3 separate regions of the Neogale vison genome follow, and all the other regions are linked to region 1. A link is a contact called in public Hi-C data. All regions are on one chromosome and are shown on one strand. The core of a region is the stretch at or near the end of the contact, and the rest is flanking DNA. Distances in the headings are between cores, read along the strand shown.

Region 1 (3,970 bases), core at 922-3,421:
AGTGCCCCCTAGCTTCACCAGATGTATCAGTTTAAAAGAGACGGTTTGAACCATCAACCTCAAGAGAAAGTGTCACTCAGTATCAGCTCACCTAAACAATTCTTAAATAGATAACCTAGTACCTAAATTTGGCCTAATAAGTAGCAGCTGAATTAATTAAATCTTGTGACCAACACTGATAAAAGCTTATGAGAAAAAAATTATGAACTAATGGGTTTGGAATTCAACCACATAAAAATGTTCAAAAGTTCTGTAAGAAGCTTTATTTAATGCACAATCTGTTTGATTTTTAGAGTCATTAAGCAAGGACTCATATAAAAATACGCATTAAAAATACCTTCTTTTATGCAGTTTATGGGGAAACAGCATGGCATTAGGCCATGGTTCTTTAGAGGAATGGAATCAATTTCTTCATTTTTAGAAATGCTGAGATCAAGATTAAGTAATCTCAGTAAAAGCACATTATTTATCATTAAAAACTCAGTATAATTGTGAACAAAGGTAAATTTGTGAGAGAAAATTTGTAATCTTGGTCCTGATGCTATAAGTCTGATTTGGAATGCCTCACCATTAGCAGGGGAGGACAAAAAGTGAAGATGACGCAATGACATGTGCCCCTACTTTTTGGAAATGGATTCCTTCACATTAAGCAAAATTTCCAAGAACAGCAGCAACAGAAATCACTCAAGTTTTCAAATGTCTTACACCTCACATAGCCATTATGAAAATCCATTCCTAGGTTACTGCATATTCAAACTCGAACACATTTGCAATAATAAGGGGGAAAAGACTGAATAGGATGAAAACTGGGGGAAAGAAAAACCCGAAAAAGGACGAAACTCCAGAACAACTGCAAGAAGGAGGGAAGAGTACGTCAAAAACACAAGGTTTTATTCCAAAGAATAGTTTTGTTTCTACTGATTTTTTTCTGAAGTATTTAATTTGCACGTCTTAAAATAGAGACCCTGAGGAGAGCAGCTTGAGGCAGTGAAAGGAAGGGGGGCGGGTTAGGTAAGAAGAGAGACTTGGGAGAAAATATGTACGGTGCATCAGAATGTGCAGTGGAGTGGGGGATGCTGGATTCACCGCCAGGAAGCAGTGGAGGGCTTTTGGAGTAGAGAAGCCGAATCAGATGTGGCTTCAGAAACGCGCATTCGCCGCCAGAACGCACACCTGGTCAGGGGACCACCTGAGCGAAGCGAGACCGAGCCACCAACCGTGCAAGCGCAGAGATGACCATTTTAACCCTTTCTATTGTCTGGAGAGTTAGATGGAAATGCCTCAGGCACGAGATCAAGCTAGCCTGACACCAAATCAAGAGACGCTGTCGGGCAAAAGGAGACACAGACGATGGACAATGGCCGTCCGGGCATTCCCGGCCGCGGGGCCCCTTCCCCGAGGGGCCAGGGAGGGGCGCAGCGATCGCGGGGGCCGCGCGATGCCCCGTCCCGAAGTCCGAGCGCAGGCGGCCCCCTCCCCGGGGCTGGCGACGTCCCTCCTCGCGCGGCCCGGGAGCACCCAGACTTCCCCTCCCACCCCTCCCACCCCACCCCCAGCTGAAAGCTGGGAAGACGCGGAACTTGGGCTCCGGAGCGGAGGCCACAGATCAGGTCACAGCCCGGGTGGGAGGCTCTGGGAGAAATTCCGTGTGGCCACCGGGGGTGGCGTAGAGAAGGCAAAGCCCCGGCCGGTCGGGTTTCCAACTGGACGACACTCGGGTCCAGATGACCGGGCCCCGAGCCCTTCGGCGCTCACCGACCCCCCTGCAGCTCCCGGGTCCTCACAGTCCCAGGCCCCTCGCCTTAGCCAGAGACCCAGCCTCTTCGCTAGACCCAGCAACCCAACCCCCCAACCCCGCTGTGCAGCCGCCCCTCCCGGCCAACAGCTCCTCTCTCCCGGACCCTAGCCCCGGACGCTCCCGCCGAGCCCCGGGCCGCACCTCCGTCTTGGTGATCCGGTGCCGCCCCAGCTTCACCACGGCGAAGTTACCCTTGCCCAGCGTGCCCTCGATGTCGTAGAACCCCACCCGGACCGGCCCGCGCTGCAAGTGCTTCGGGCCATCCGCCATGACCATGCTGGGCCCCGCTGCCAGACTCGGCGGACTGGAGCGCGGGCTGGCGGGCCAGCGGCGCTGCTGGGCTCCGGCGACGCCGCTCGGCTCGCTCCTCCGCTCGGTCCCTCCCGCTCGGCTGGGCCCAGCCAGGAGCGCGCCGCCGCTGACGTGCGCCGACGTCAGGGGGCCGGGGCAAGGAGGCGGGGGCGGGACCGGGCCGCGATTGGTCACCATGGCGACCGGAGCACCGCCGACGTCGGCGGCTGGGAGGGAGGGAGCGAGGGAAGACGGGAGGGGCCTGGACGGCGCGTTCTTTCCGGACTCCGGCACCCCGGGTTCGCCGCCGCCTCGCAGCTGCCAGGGGCGGGGTCACCCCCCGGCCCGCCCTGTTCCTCGGCCACCCTAGCCGAAGGGCCAGAGCGAGCCCTGGTGGGCGGAACGGAGGGGTGCAGCGACCTGGCCGTCTCCTTCCCTCGTCCGGGCGGTCTCCGCCTACCTGAGGGCCTTCCCGCCAAACCGCTCACCTGTGCCTGCGGTGCGCCGGAGAATTCGGCACCGGCCAAGAGCTGGGGTTGAGCAACGCATCGCTCACCGACTCCTTCCTTCGTATCCCTTTCTCATTGGTTTCTATATAAATCCTTCCACATTTTGATGTCTCAGGAATCTTCTGATAGCAGCACGGGTCGCTTAGAGACTCCCAGAACGTCAGCGCTTGAAGAGACACCGGAGATCACTAATCCAGGGATCTGGAGCCTCACAGAGGCTTCAAAGCCTCAACCTCCCCTCTACAATGCGAATTTTTCCCTCTTTGAGATGGCCTCTGGGGAGATGGGGCTGTATCTTTTATCAGGTTCACAAACGCGTTGGTGACCCTGAAAAGGTTAAATACTTACCTAATCCAGTTTCTTTTCAGATGATGAATCAAACCCCAAGGAAAGAAGGGAATTGCCAGGGTCATGATGGTAAGGGTAGAGTCAGGACTGCAAATGACCACACATAAGTATTCTATGTGGTGGCCCAAGGAAACAGGAACAGCGTTATTTCATATTTTGAAATATATTATATGCCTCCACATCTTGCTTTCTAAATGCCAGTCTCTATTAAAAGGAACCAGACTCTGGAGAAAAGAATGATTCAAAGACAGAAAGAGGGAAAGTACAAAATGCCCATGAAGATCTTGTGCTGGAAAGCAAGATTTTCAGAGTGATGGAGCACATGTCAAAACCAACAGAAGCCAGCTTGAAGCTACCTCCCGTTATCAAAACTGGGACAATTGGAACATCACCAATGAATAGTGATTAGAATGGACTATAACACAGTGAATTTCAAAAAAGAATACACAAGTGCATATTTATTCTTAAAATGTTAAATAAATAGGGGCGCCTGTGTGGCTCAGTGGGTTGGGCCTCTGCCTTTGGCTGGGTCATGATCTCAGGGTCCTGGGATCCACCAGCGTAAAGCTCTCTGCTCAGCAGGGAGCCTGCTTCCCCCTCTGTCTGCCTGCTGCTCTGCCTACTTGTGATCTCTGTCTATCGGATAAATGAATAAAATCTTTTAAAAATTAAGTTAAATATATAAATAAATATAAAGGCCAGAAAGGAGAAATAACTCCTCTTCTTGACAACTAAGACACTAGAGGAAATGGTGAAATTAAGAAATCACCATTTTGCAAACATTATGGTAGTAATCGATTCAGGTAGGGAATTATCTATCAATAGATTGCAAAATCATAAAATAGATGTTAAAATCACTGACACACGATATTTACTCTCACAGAAGCCTCAGATTTCTTATTCATTACAAAGTGATCAAAATGGCCCCTTTACAGTAAAGAATTCTGACAGACACCACCCAAACCAAATGATCAAAGTTAATGTCATCGGTTATGGGATAAAATGACACAAAGTGCCTTCTGAT
Region 2 (3,970 bases), core at 818-3,317, 170 kb before region 1:
GGCACCTATTTTTTTCAGCTTTGTAATTTCATATTTAATCATAGTTATTTCTTAGGTATCCAATTCATTGTGCTTGGGTAAGGAAAGCATATCTGAGTTTTAAACAAAATAGCTCAGGTTTAATCAGTGTGCTAATTAGAGAGAGCATGAGCAGGAAGGAGAGGGAGAAGCAGTCCCCCTAACGAGTGGGGAGCCTGACTCAAGGCTCGATCCCAGGACCCTGGGATCATGACCTGAGCAGAAGGCAGACACTCAACCGGCTGAGCCACCCAGGCGCCCCCAACTTAAATGATTTTTATTACAATGTTCCTTAAACTTGAAAACTTTAAGCAGGAATATAATGTTCTTTTATAGTTCTTATACACTAAAAGCCCAAAACAGATCTACAAATCAGATACACAGGAGACGGAATTATCCCATGTATTGTGACTCAGGTGTTGCCCGTGAACACTCAGTTTCTTTTGAGGCAAATGTGCCTGTGCCACCAAGTGACCTGTAACACCTGTTTTCTCACTACTCCTCTGTTGGAAATGCTGCCACAGTACATTTCCATGGTGTCATTTGGCTTTCATTTTGGGCATGAAAACACCATTTTCATTTTAAATCCACCTCTGTTCTTTTCTCATTATCCTAGAAGGGTGTAAAAGTAACAGTGGAACACACATGCGAACCTAAGTTTTGAAATAGGGCTGCAATACTGGTTATAAAGTGGTCAGCCAAATAGTCCAGGATATGCTTATATAAATCTAAAAATTATAACCAAAATGAAAACCAAATGGAAGCCCTACAGAATACATCCACAAACTTAATTTGAGAGCTACTGTTCAAGTCCATTGGTTCCCAAACTATCACTCCTATCAAAGTCTCTATCTACCTTGTTTACTCTGAGGAACGCGGTGTTTAAAAAAAAAAAAAAAAGTCTCCCAAATTGTGTTCATTGATAATTTTATGTTTTCATTCATCAGACCTGCCATTACCATTTCCGAGCTTATGTTAACCATATGTAGTTTATCACTCTAAGCTGCTTAAATTATAGTCCAAAATGAACAAAAAAGAGGGGGTGTTTCTGTGCTGCCCTCAGAAGGGTAAAGGAAAACTTTAAGTTTTGTAAGAAACTCCAGTACCCTCACATCCTTCTCCTGGTGCCTTTGAGGACTCTGGGAGTTCTAGGGAGGCCAGTTTAGCCTTTCTTGTACAAGCAAAGTAGCCACTCCACCCACTTTGGAAGGATTAAAGCTTGTCCTAGTTTTGCTTGATTGTTGTACTTCTAGCATGCTAAAGACCTAAAAGAGGGAGGAAGAAAAAACAACAGAAGGCACCATTCCAGTACCAAACTGAAAAGAAACACAAAAACAAGAGAGCAGCATGTTTTTAACAGCTTGCATGGAAAAAGCGGAAAAAATATTGACTGGGGAGTTTGGACAGCAGTGTTCATTTTCTCTCACCGCCCGCGTTATTTGTCTTACGGAGCAGGAGCCAGATACAATTCTGGCTCACAGGCCAGAGGAAGAGGTGGAGGGGTTCTGTGGAAGCTTGAGGCTAGCGGGGGAAATTAGGGCTGGAGACCCGGTGGCTCAGAGCCAGGATGAAGTCAGGGGAGGCGCTAAATCTGTTTTCCTTCTGGCCTTGGGCATCCTCTTTGGTGTGCCCGAGTCCTAGGAGCAGAGCTCGCGTCACTCAGGTAGGTTCCCTGACCCCTTCAGTCCACCATGAGCAAAGTGAATTCCTGCCCCTGTTTCTTTTGGCTGCGTAAAGGATGCGGGGGCTCCATGCGCTTTCTCAGCCCACCCTTCTGGAGTTTAAACGTACACCTCGCGCAACGGGGTCCGGGCGGGTACCTCCATCACCCTGGCCGAGACTCTGCACCCCCGCCTCCGCAGAGTGGGAGCTTGGGCCTTAGTTCCGACGGCCTGGGCGCGGGGCGGGGCCTGGGCGCGGGGCGGGGCCTGGGCGCGGGGCGGGGCCTGGGCGCGGGGCGGGGCCTGGGCGCGGGGCGGGGCCTGGGCGCGGGGCGGGGCCTGGGCGCGGGGCGGGGCCTGGGCGCGGGGCGGGCGGTGTCGGCGAGGAGCCGGAGGAGAAAGAACATGGCGGGCGCAGCGGGGCCCGGGACCGGCCCGGGGGCAGCGGGAGGAGATGGAGACGATTCGCTGTACCCGATTGCGGTTTTAATTGACGAGCTCCGCAACGAGGACGTGCAGGTACTAAAATCGGGCCGGGCGTGGAGGTGGGCCTGGTTGGGCGTGTGGTGGGGAAGAAGGAAGGCCGGCTCCGCGGTGGGGAAGGCTGGGGGGCCCTTGAAGAGGCTGACTTAGAGCAGAAATTTGATGGGGAGGAGGATAGAGACCCATGAGGGGCAGCGCTGGCTCGAACAGACCTTCCCCGGGGCCTCTGCCGCACCCCTCCTCCCAGCGTCTGAGGCGTCCCACCCGGTCCTGGCGGTTGTGAGAGCACCGGCTTCCCGCCGGGGCGCCCCTTCCGGGTGGTGCTGGGAGGTAACGCGCGTTGGGTCCTGCGCTGGGAGGAGGGTGGCGCGGGCCCCCGGAGGCTGGAGTGGGCTGCAGAGATGCCGGAGGGGCCCTGTGAGCAGCAGGTGGGTGAGAGCCTTCCTCTCGGCTTGGAAACCGGCCTGGCTTGTTGGGCACAAAGAGAGTGGGGCGGCTTAATAACCTAGAAGAGTCGGTGTGTCAGCTCTGGTGTAACTTTTTTCTTTGGAAAGCCGGGGGTTGTGTTCAACCATTTCACCAGCTTCACCGATGCCAGAGTGTTCTCATGTTGAAATTGTCTCACTTCCCGGATGTGGTATGCTTTTTCCTTCTTCTGATGGGCCCTTTGATTGTTGCTCTTAAGAAGGCTTCCTTTGGCTAAAACGGAGCTGTGTTCCCACTGCTCCCAAGGTTCCTCATAGAGTAAGATCTAAAATGAAGGTTTTCCTCCTCTCCTCCTCGTTACTGTATGTCATTATCCTACCTGTTTGCAACTTTCATCTTTTGGTCTAAATCACAGTTGTCTACTTCACTCTTTGCACCTTTATTTATTTATTTATTTATTTATTTATTTTTGAAGCTCCGTCTCAACAGTATTAAGAAGTTATCAACAATTGCTCTAGCACTTGGAGTAGAAAGGACGCGAACGGAACTGCTGCCATTCCTTACAGGTTTGTGACTTTCTGGTTTAAAGAAAGGCATAGCCATTGCCATTTCCCAGTGGCTTTCAAAACTTACTCTTTTTTAGTATTTGTTACCAATGCTGTTAAATACTAAACTGAGCCTGATGCTTTCTGTACAAAAGAAGCAAGACAAGGCATATCTTATGGCCAGATTATTAAAACATTAACTATTTAGCTAATGGGAAGGGAGGTAATTGATACGGGATTGTCAATTTCTAATTCATTGTGGAACAGGTCCAGAATGCTGTTAGGACTGTGACAGGACTATCTAGTTAAATATTGAGTCTATTTCTACTTTTGTGTGAGTATCCCATTCTGGACAGCTATCCTTGTTGATGAGTACTGGGTTATTGTCATTTCCAGATACAATTTATGATGAGGATGAGGTACTATTAGCTCTTGCTGAGCAACTGGGAAATTTCACTGGCCTGGTGGGAGGTCCTGACTTTGCCCACTGTTTGCTGGTAAGTATATTCTGCCTTCTGTTTTTCCAGAACTTTCCCAGCATAAATTATACATTGTTTAGTGATAGGGACACTATGGCATTTTTAGTGTAGATCTTTTTATTTTATTTTATTTTTTAAAATTTTTTATTTATTTGACACGGGTGGGGGAGGTGTCACAAGTAGGCAGAGAGGCAGGCAGAGAGAGGGGGGGGGGGAAGCAGGCTCCCCGCTGAGCAGAGAGCCTGATGTGGGGCTCGATCCCAGGACCCTGGGATCATTACCTGAGCCGAAGGCAGAGGCTTTAACCTACTGAGCCACCTAGGTGCCCCAGTGTAGATCTTTTTATGGGTAGTCCCAT
Region 3 (3,970 bases), core at 919-3,418, 140 kb before region 1:
TGTGGCCTAGTGCTCTGGCAGGTGAGGCCGGGAAGCAGTTCCTCTAACTCTGTCAGAGACGGCAAGGCTCCCACATGGGGGGCGGTTGGTGAGGAGTCACTTACATGGAAACAGGTTGTTTCCATGTATCTCAGAGACCACAGACCGTTTTCACTTGGTTACATCTGTCCACTCCAGGCCAAACCATTTCTGTCACTTTGACCGTGTAAGGGTCTGAAGCCCCATTTGATGCTGTTCTGGAGAAGGTGTGCAGAAAGTTTTGAACTTGAAAGTACTCGTTCTTTAATCGAGGCTGGTGCTGACCCCAGCCCTAGGGCCGTTAGAGGGTGGGTCGATGGCTTACAGTTGACTCCTGAACACCACAGGGGTGAGGGGCATTGGCCGCCCTCCTGCCCTGACACAGTTGAACATCCACATAGAACTTCTGACTCCCCCAAACTGAACTACTGGTGGCTTGTTGATCAGAGGCCTTACCGACATGAGCAGGCGAACGTATTTTATCTGGTGTGTGTATCCTGTGCTGTGTTCCTACAGTAGAGTCAGCTAGAGAGAAGAACACGTATTAAGAAAGTCATAAGAGGTACAGTACTATATCTACAGGAAAAGGCTGCTTTATGATGGCTCTGCGCAGTTCAGACCCGTGTTGCATCCGCTCCATTCAGAAAAGCAGCGCCGAGGCCTTCAGCTGTCGTGTGGGGATGTCCGGCTGCATTTCGTTGACTTGGCAGACACTGGCATTCTTCTATCTACTCGAGTAGGTCTGCTTGGTGAAGCTTCGAACATTGAAAAGCTTGCCTGCTAAAGCTCCATGCCTTTCCCTTCATTTCATGTGAACTGGGGCCTTGAGAACTTTTTCCTGTTGCCCAGGCCCTAAACTGTGGTCTTTCATTTGAGAATGTCCTCCTTTCTGGCGGGACTGCAGTGTCTCAGCCCCAGGCCTGAGCCGCCAGCCTGTCAGGTCTGGGCTGTCACCGTCTGTCCCAGCAGGCGCTGCGCCGTGGGGAGGGCTGGGTGACAGGCTGAGCTGTCAGCCCTTTGTGTTTCACAGCGTGGCCTTGGGGGAAGACACCTCCACCGAAGGAGCAGGAATTAAGAGTTATGTATTTTTAGGCCTAACCACAGCCTTGCTTGGGAGGAAAGGTGTGAGGTGTTTTCCTACAAATTCAGGGTCAACTAGCCAAGTCGCTAAGTGCGCCATCCGCCTCTGGCCCGAGCGTGGGACAGCTGAGGCGACCTGTCCATGGCAGACTTGCTCGGCTCTGCAGGCAGCTCCGGGATGGCTGTAAGGAGTGCAGACGTCCTAATGGCCAGTCCTCAAGCCCTGGGCTTGCTAACCGAGTGCAGACACCTGTCACTCGGTGGCATCTCCCTCAGTGTTCTCTACCCTGGTGGGAGGTGCTGGTACCCAGGTGGTTGTGAACCCCCCTCCCCACAGTCCTCTTCTGTCTGCTTGGCGGTCTCCCGTAGTGCTAGGCCTCTGAGGCTGCAGATCCTTTAACCCAGAGCAATCCCTTGCCCTGTGACTCGGGAGCCTTCCCTGCCTTTGTGTCACGGAAGGAAAATGCCCCAAGGGTGAGATGGAAGGGAATTGAGTGTTGCCAGGCAGAGCCCTGCGTGTCAGGGGCGGCAGCCAAGTGAGTGATCCAGGAAGTCATCCAGTGCAAACCAGAAATCATTCTTAACCCCTCACTTGCTGTCGGTGGTTCGAACTTGCCCGTCTGCCTGAAGGGCTGACAACAGGCTGGAACTGTCCTGCCCCCCCCGACACCCCCCCAATCAGTCTTGGGGCCCCACGGGAGCCACTGGACATCCTGGGGCTTGGGCTGCCACTCGGTCCAGGAGAGAACAGCCCTGAGGTGAGGGCTTGTTCTTCTGTTGAAGGGCACCTGCCTGGGCCCCAGGAGCCTGCCGAGCAGTCTGTGTTCTCACCTCCCCCGCCCCCCTCCGCCCCGCTCCAGAGACCTGCCAGGCAGCAGTGTGGCTGCCCCCTTGCTCCCTGCCGACCCCTGGTCACCTCAGCCACCCGCACCCGGTGGCAAGGCCGCCCTCCTGGACGGTCTGCAGTTTCCCTCTGATGACGAGCTGCCGACAGGCCTCTGTCAAGTGAGGGTTAACAGAGGATTTGTTTATTGAATCACAAAGTAGCTGTCACATGATTTTAATCAAAACACCATTTCCCTGACAACAGTGATGTCAGTCTTGTTATTGCAGGAAGGAGCAGCTGTGAGGGACATTCAGTCTCCACGCGAGCCCAGGTTTGGGGACTAAAATCAAGTGAAGCCTCCGTAAATAATGGTCACAGGCGCCGCCGCCGTCCTGAATCCTCCCTGCTCCTCGCCCCCCGTCCGGCCGTCCCTCCTGCATGGACACTGGCCCGCGCAGGGTCTCCTCTCCTGTGCTCATTGCTGCTTCCAACCTGGTTTCTTTTTCTGTTTTTTTTTTCAGTTTTCCTTATTTTCCCTGAACTCTGGGTCACTCAGGCCCCTTAGGCTCTCCGGCCTCTGCTTCAGGCATCTGTCCTCTGGGCTCCCAGACAGCACTTGGTGCTGACGGGGGGTTCCCACCAGTCCCTCCCGGGCACACAGCTCCGGAGTCTCAGCTCTGGGGGGCCAGCGTCCTGGGTGAGGAACCTTATCTCGTCCTTGCCCCCCCAACCCCTTCCCTGCCACTGAGAGTAAGTTGGGGGCCTCAGGGGCTATTTAAGGAGCTTGGCTCTGGCTACCTGGAGGGAAGAGGCCCGGAAAGGCTGCAGGAGCCCCAAGTGCTGTCTGAGGACGGCCAGCAGGGACTGGAGCCCAGGGAGGCCAGTTGGAGCCGTGCCGTCAGGCTCCGGCCTCCTCTTGGCACCATCTCCATTGTGAGGCTTTGGGAACCGAGAAAGATTCCCAGGCCTTCCAACCCTTTGTGCAGAAGCTTGACCTGAAATTGGAGGTTGGGGACAGAAGCCCCCTTCTGGGTGGGATGTGGCTTCTCATGGATGCTCGTCCGTCGGCCGTACCGGTGGCTGGTGCCGCCCAGAACTCATGACCGAGGATGAAGGAATCCAGGGCAAATTTCTGGATTCTTGACCTGGAGCAGGTGCTCAGGATCGGGCGGCCAGTCATGACCCTGTGCAGGGACTTCCTGGGTGTCCCACAGCCACGGTCTGAGCTGTGATGAGGTGGTTGGGCGTTAAGTGAAAGCAAGGCAGGCAGAGCTGAGATGGTGTGACGGGCTGTCGAAGGGAACTGGGCGGGACTCTCCTTGGGGCTTTCTGCTTGGAGGGCAGGGCTAGACCAGGCTGCCCTTGCACCTCACAGTGAGCCTGGAAGTGAAGTCTGCCGGGGTGTGTTCCCAAGTTAGTGCTGGGGACCATGAGCCTTTGCCGGGATGTGCTCGGGTTAGTGGCAGGGCTGGCAGTGGGGCCAGGGCCAGGACGGTCAGAGGTGCTTTGCTGCCCCCCACGCTGTCCCTGGCGGGGAATGGGCAGGCCCCACTCTGCCTGGAGGGCCTTTCGGGCTGGTTGGCTGCTCCAGAGGGCAGGCTGGGCAAGCTGGGCCCCGTCCTCCTGGCCAGGCCCTTGTGTTGCTGGAGCCTCCTCCAGCTGCCTGCTTGCCCTTTGGCCCTCTGCTGGCTTGGGTGTCCTGCTCCACATTCGGGTTTCTCTGGTGACTAGAGGGCAGTTCTTGGGTCTCCCACTGCAGAATCACTGGAGGCCATGAGCTCAGGGTCTTGTGCGTGGCATGCTTCTGGGAGAGGCCTCAGGGGCTCGTCTCCATTCAGCTGTGCCCCTTTCCCAGTTATGTGGGTGACCGTGGCATGGTAACGGACTGACTTCTGTGGGTCACCATTCTCAGTCTGGCCCACTCTCCGCATCTTGGGCCCCATATTCCTTTCTCATCTTTGGGGAGCAAGGAGAAACTGAGTCAAACTCGCAAAGCCTCCCTGATGGGGAGGGTGAGTGGATTCTCCCTTCGAGAAGGAGCAGGTG

What was found. A called contact is a pair of places that touch in the nucleus more often than the background predicts.
Region 2: a contact with region 1 is called in a Hi-C map of muscle, with 7 times the contacts expected there. The contact joins the promoter of PPP2R1B here to the promoter of SIK2 in region 1. A contact is called at or near these places in 2 of 3 Hi-C or Micro-C datasets (fibroblasts and muscle).
Region 3: a contact with region 1 is called in a Hi-C map of fibroblasts, with 6 times the contacts expected there. The contact joins the enhancer-like site here to the promoter of SIK2 in region 1. A contact is called at or near these places in 2 of 3 Hi-C or Micro-C datasets (fibroblasts and muscle).

Annotation. Positions count from the first base shown.
Region 1 is chr7:102,152,827-102,156,796 of ASM_NN_V1, reverse strand. SIK2 (serine/threonine-protein kinase SIK2) reads right to left here and starts at 2,171. Exons shown (of 15, transcript XM_044257790.1): 1 at 1,940-2,171. The coding sequence starts at 2,074.
Region 2 is chr7:102,319,359-102,323,328 of ASM_NN_V1, reverse strand. It overlaps PPP2R1B (serine/threonine-protein phosphatase 2A 65 kDa regulatory subunit A beta isoform), which reads left to right and starts at 2,067. Exons shown (of 17, transcript XM_044257793.1): 1 at 2,067-2,198; 2 at 3,064-3,154; 3 at 3,530-3,630. The coding sequence starts at 2,085.
Region 3 is chr7:102,291,264-102,295,233 of ASM_NN_V1, reverse strand. All of the region lies in intron 15 of PPP2R1B (serine/threonine-protein phosphatase 2A 65 kDa regulatory subunit A beta isoform), which reads left to right. Among named protein-coding and RNA genes, the nearest start is that of PPP2R1B, 28 kb to the left of the region's middle. Within about 2 kb of position 2,168, the one cell type or tissue checked has open chromatin away from gene starts, as enhancers often do. A contact at or near this core is called in fibroblasts, where this site is marked.